Regions from separate parts of the Gossypium hirsutum genome. Here region 2 is linked to region 1. The links are chromatin contacts, called in public Hi-C maps. All regions are on one chromosome and are shown on one strand. Each heading gives the region's core, a stretch centred on a gene start, on an enhancer-like site or on the middle of the called end of the contact. The rest is flanking DNA. Distances are from core to core; before and after follow the strand shown. Region 1 holds the start of LOC107887355 (protein KTI12 homolog). Region 2 holds the start of LOC107887353 (50S ribosomal protein L18).

The links. Hi-C and Micro-C count contacts between places; a contact is called where the count stands out from the background.
Region 2: a Hi-C map of hypocotyl shows a contact between it and region 1, with 8 times the contacts expected there. The contact joins the promoter of LOC107887353 here to the promoter of LOC107887355 in region 1. A contact is called at or near these places in 25 of 34 Hi-C or Micro-C datasets (anther, callus, cotyledon and 5 more).

What each region holds. Positions count from the first base shown.
Region 1 is chrA03:67,689,321-67,692,367 of Gossypium_hirsutum_v2.1, reverse strand. LOC107887355 (protein KTI12 homolog) reads right to left here and starts at 1,610. Exons shown (of 4, transcript XR_005916689.1): 1 at 1,509-1,610; 2 at 190-1,184.
Region 2 is chrA03:67,900,306-67,903,352 of Gossypium_hirsutum_v2.1, reverse strand. LOC107887353 (50S ribosomal protein L18) reads right to left here and starts at 1,525. Exons shown (of 2, transcript XM_016811558.2): 1 at 1,110-1,525. The coding sequence starts at 1,283.

The sequences.
Region 1 (3,047 bases), core at 361-2,860:
TCATACACATCAATATAACATATCCTGCAAATGTAAACTGTTCTCTTAATGACTCTCAATGCCAAGTCTAAAGATAATTATGAGACAATCTAAAATGGATCTTTGGAGAAAGTAAAAGTAGAAAATAAATTAGTGACCTTTGACAACACTGTTCAAGGTATAAAACTAGGTAAGTATTAGTAGTATTACCCTTTTTCAAGCAATAGTTCCAAGTTCTCGATTCAGATAGTCTACAAACATCCTCTTTGCACTGCTGGAATCGGAAGGGGGAGGTCGTCCACTCAAACTTGTTTGTCCTGTTAACTTGATGAATGTTCTCCGCAATCTCCGTAGCTCCGGCAACCCAACCGATCTAGAAATATCGATATTCGGTAAACCTTGACCAATGGAGATACTGGCAAGAGGTCCTCCAATTGACTGGGATTGTGCTTCCACAATAGCATTAATCACCTCCTGCGTGGCTCTGTCCATCTCATACAGTGAATTTGCCTCTGAAAACCGGGTATTTTGTGTGGCAATGGTTGGCTGCAAAATCTTAACATCCCGAGATTTCGAGTCTGCTTTTTTTGTCAAATACGAAACCACATCTACAATGGCAATAGAAGATCTCTCCACTCCATCATTATGAGCCCATAGCTCGAACAAAGGTGAATCCCAACGATTTCTTCTATCCGGTTTCTCAAATCTTCTAACTAAATCCTCAAATATCACATCATTATATGCAGCCTCTCCCTTCTCCCGACGCTCTTCATTCCATTTCCTACATTGCGATTCTCTAACATCACAGTACAACACACAGTACCTTATCCCAGCAGCACGAGCCAAACACCACAACTCGTATCGATAACCCTTGATACTGTTCAAAGAATCAACTATAATGATATTATCTCTGGAGACAGACCTATCAACTTCGGACCTAAGCACTCCCCGTAAATTCTTCTCTGATGGCATATTAGCATAGCTCTGATTACGATCAAGATGAAATGAAGTCTCATCGATGATCCTTACAGTCTGTTTACACTCTGATTCATTCAGAGCTTCAGCTAGACATTTCGCAGCTGTCGACTTCCCACTGCACGGCTGCCCACAAATTACCACCAATGCCATCTTTTTTTTTAAAGTCTTTTTCTTACAAAATTGGGTTTAGACCGCAGCTCGCTAAGCTGCAGTTCCTTGAAATCTCACTGTTCATAAATTAAAAAAGTAATTCAAATCAAGATTTTCCTTTGCCTCAAATTTTTACATATACTTGCTAATACTGTAACATTCTTCAAAGTTTTCAGATTACATAAGACATGTATAGTTTTATAGGAAACTATATGGAAGATATAACTGAAACCCAGATCGTATTTCAGCAAGATGCAGAAATAAAATAAATAATCTAGAAAAATTGCAAAAGAATTAAATTAGGGATCAGAAGAATCCTGCAAAAAGCAGTAAGAAAAAGGACCAAAGATTAAACCGCCAAAAAGTTCTAAAAACTTGAAAACCGTAGTTAAGTAAATTACCTTGGTCGGAGATTTGAATAACAGACAGGCAGAGAGGGAGGTCGCGTTAGGAGGAATCCGCCGACCTGAATGGAAAGGCATGTAATGGAACACTAAGCTTCCATCATATTTTTGCGCTTTATGGATTTTCTTATATTTGGGCCCTTTGATTTGGTCAAGATTGGGCCTTCAGTCCCAACTTACCAATAGTTCATTTTAATGAATATATGTTAAATTTTGTTATTAGTCCCTGTATTATGTGTTAGTTGTGGAATTAGTTCAGCTACTTTAATTGGCCAATTTTTATTGTTGTACTTTTTAAATTTTAAACTTCTAGTTGACCCGAATGATATAAATTGAGTCCCTTAAGTCAAATTAAGCTATTAGTCCTATATTATGCGTATTCTTCAATTTAATTTTCTTTAGTATCTATACTTTTCGTATTTTTAAAATGGGATAATGGCAAGAAAGGCCCTTGTACTTTAGGTTTGTTCTAATGTGACACATGTATTTTCAAAATGTCCAATTTCATACATGTACTTTTGTTTTCGTTAAATATTTCGGTACCTAACCTTGATTACGTCATATTTTATGTTGATGTGGCATGTTGCCCAACCAAGGGCTGCCATGTGATTGTTTGTTGACATTTGACTTGCTAAGTGAGGTCCTTACGAGCAATTCTTCTTTTTCTCGTGGAAAATTTGGAGAAATATAACATTTTTATTGAAAATTATAGTCCTTTCAAAAATATAATTTTTTTTATAAATTCATTTTAAAAATATATAAAAATTATATTCTTTTAAAAATAATTTTTTAAATATAAATTGTTTAAATATATTGTTTTTATTATAAATATTTTATTATTAGATAGATGTTCATCAAAATCAAGATAAGTTTGATATATATTATGACTCTCATGTTTATTAAAAGTAGATTTGTTCATGTGTCATGCCACCTGAGCTGACAAAAAGGTATGCTCAAAAAGTGAGAGAATTTGGACAAAAATATAAGTCCGAAAAATGGGCTTAGACAAAAAAAAATGAGGCCCATTTAAAAAACAAGTTGGGCCTCAAGTAAGGCTCTTTTGGCTTGAGCTTGGCCCGAATTAGCAAAAAGACAAAAAAATGTTATTTTATTATTGTTTTCTTGTTGTTTTTCACTATTTTGCTATCATTTTACTATAATATTACTATTATTTTGTTATTATTGTCTGCGTATTGTATAACTCTTATTTTATTGTTAATTTTGTTGTTGTTTTAGAGACATTTGCTTGTTAAATTACACCTATCTTACTGTTATTTAAGTATAAATATTTTTAATTTATTTTCAAATTGTTAGGAAACATTTATTTGAATGTTTTTAGTATTTTTGATGTATTATATTTTTAAAATTTTCATATAATAAATAATATAAAAAATTAATTCAGTTGGGCCAAACCCATGTTTTAGCATTTTTATTCAAGCCCATTTTTAGGTTGAGCCAAGTTCAGGCGTAAAATTTTGGCAAGGCCCGACCTAAATCTGTCTCAGCTCGTCCCATGGATAGGTCTAAATAGAAATA
Region 2 (3,047 bases), core at 276-2,775, 210 kb before region 1:
TAAGAACAATGATGAGAGGAGATTTTTATTCTCTAAATTTAAACAAAATCTAAGCTCAAAAACATTTTATTTTGGAGCTTGCTAGTAAAATTCAGCAATGATGTTAACTGTCCCTGTGAACAAGCCGGTAAGTAACGAATCAAACCTCAAGACAAGATGTTATATCTTCTCAACCATCAAAACAGGAGCACCATGATATTCTTTAACTCCAGAGAATGGAAGTAAGATTTTATAATCTTTTCATCGGAAACAGGGTGTACTTCACATCATTTTCCTCGAGATAAATCTCCACAGCGCAAAAAGGCTGTTTAAAATCTTCTAGGTCTAGGCATATTCGATACAAACAATAATGATCCGATTTCTAAATTATGAAACTTTATTTGGCATAGTATATATCTCTACTTTCATACAGAAAAGAGATTATCCCTTCCAAACCAGTAAACTCTTATCAACTTCATAAGACATCTTTGAGTTCAATTAGAAGAGTATATCAACAAAAGGGCTCCGCCGCAAAGGACAAGCTTATAAAATATTGTCTTACAAACATCACCTCGTGGAACAAACCAGCAGGCAAACTGGAATTACTAAACCAAAAAAGGCAAGTTTTGAGACAACATTTTGTTATAGAATTTTCGAGAAATCGAATTTCATATTTACCAGGTCAGCACATTTTGCAGACTCTCGAACACCTAATATCACCATATTCAACTGCTAAACGCTCTGATTTACTCAGTTGCAGAATAAAGAGTTTTGACTCCAATTATAACCTAAAATGCTTCCCCTAACACTGATCCCTCTATGGAAAGAACATATATAATCTATGAAAATAAGTTAATGAAAAAACAAATATTGGTCATTAATCAAGCATGCTTATTCAGCTACAACATGAAAGGCAACCCAAAACCCAGCTTACAATTGCCATCAAGTAAACAATTTAAACCCCATCTTTCCAAGTTTATATAGTTAATTACTAACCCATTTTTTTTCACATGCCTAGGACACTTATAACAGCATAATCAAACATAAAAGACCCGTTACTTCATCAAATTTCCTTTCCCAGGAACCAAAACACAATAATGTTTAAACAAAAAAAAAAGAAAAAGGAATACCTTGTTAAGAGAGGGAGCAGGAGGGAGCGTGAATGAGTTAATGGATATGTTGATACTGGGAAACGAAGAGGTCCATGACAGTGAGGTGAGTTTGTTGGAGCGTTCAGAGTGAGTCGGGAATGAGTTGAGGGACCGCGTTGGTAAAGCTGAAGAAGATACGATTATCGACACCATTTTTTTCCTCCGCCAGTTGTGTCCGGGTTTTACTTCTAAGGCTAATTCAGGGCTTAAAAACGAAGGCTTCTTCTACATTGGGCCACCCCGGATCAGACCGTGGACACAACAATTGAGTTTACTCCTGTAGAAACCCCGGCTTAAGGTTTCTTTGATATTTTTGTCCTGGGATTTTTTCTACACATTTCCCTTCTTCTTTTTCAAATTGAAAAACAGATTTACTTTTTTGTCCAGAGATATCCAAAGAAAGTAAACTTGGGGGCAATTTACAAGAAAAAGTTTTTTTTTTAATATTTACGGAAATGGGTCAACTTTTTAATTATTTACTGGAAATGGCCGAATTCCCCCAAAGCGCGCTCACGTTAGCGCGATGTCAGGTGACATGTCAGCAAAACGCGTCCCTTAGGGAGCGTCCTCAATGGTGCGTTTTGTGCTGACGTGGCAAAATGCTCTCTAAGGACGCATTTTGTCCTTTTTTTTAGGGTTAGGATTTTTTTTGCATTTAGGGTTAGGGTTAAGGTTTTAAGGTTTAGAATTTTTAAGAAAAAAAATAAATTAGGGTTTTGAGTTAATTAAATTAATTATTAATTTAAAAAATAAATTAGATTAAGGTTTAGGGTTAATTAATTAAATTATGGATTAATTTTTTAAATGATTTTGTGTTTAGGGTTATGGAAAAAATATATTAGGAATAAAATTTTTTTTACAGTAGTTTCTGAAAAAATAAATTAGAGAAGACGTATCTAAAAAATAAATTAGAGAAGACGTATCTGAAAAAATGATTTTGAGAAGATATTTCTGAACAAATAGTGTCAAAAATGCTTCAAGCTGGATGAACTATCAGCAAAAGTACTAAAAAAAGCTCCCACTTGGATGCTTTTTTTCTACAATAGTTTTTGAAAAAATAATCTTGAGAAGATGTTTCTGAATAAATAGTGTAAAAAACGCTTCAAGTAAGATGCACTGTCAGCAAAAGTATTGAAAAAAGCTCCCACGTGGATGCTCTTTTTCTACAGTAGTTTCTGAAAAAATAATTTTGAGAAGATATTTCTAAACAAATAGTGTCAAAAATGCTTTAAGCAGGATGAACTGTCAGCAAAAGTACTGAAAAAAGCTCCCATGTGGACACTATTTTTCTACAGTAGTTTCTAAAAAAATAATTTTGAGAATATGTTTCTGAACAAATAGTGTAAAAAATGCTTCAAGTAGGATGCACTGTCAGCAAAAGTACTGAAAAAGCTCTCACGTGGATGCTCTTTTTCTACAGTAGTTCCTATTTGGCCTTAGGCTATAAATGAGCCAAATTTTATTCTCAGGTTGCATAAGTTACAGCAAGAAAAATTAGAGACGCTAAGCAGAATAGAAATTGAAGATGAGTGAACGTATTAGTGCTGTTATTTACTATGATGGTAAGGTCCGTCACACCAAGAACGGCATTGTTTTTTAATCGAAAAATACAGTGCGACTGGTTTTTAATCAGAACATAGATTTGACAGAACTTCGTAAAAGAATTAGGCGTAAAATCTTTGGAATAACGCCAATGAAAGCTTTGTCTATTAGGTATCAATTTTGTGCTTCTGTTGATCCGTGACATATGACTTGTTCGACATTAAAGGTGCTTGTAGCTTGGAGGCAATGGTGCGGACTCATCTCGCTAGTGGATCACCCTTGTAATAGCCCTAATTTGACCCTAGTCGGAAAGTGGTTTCGGGACCACAAAACCAAGTCATAAAAAAATAATTAACTGTTATATTCTATGCTTAT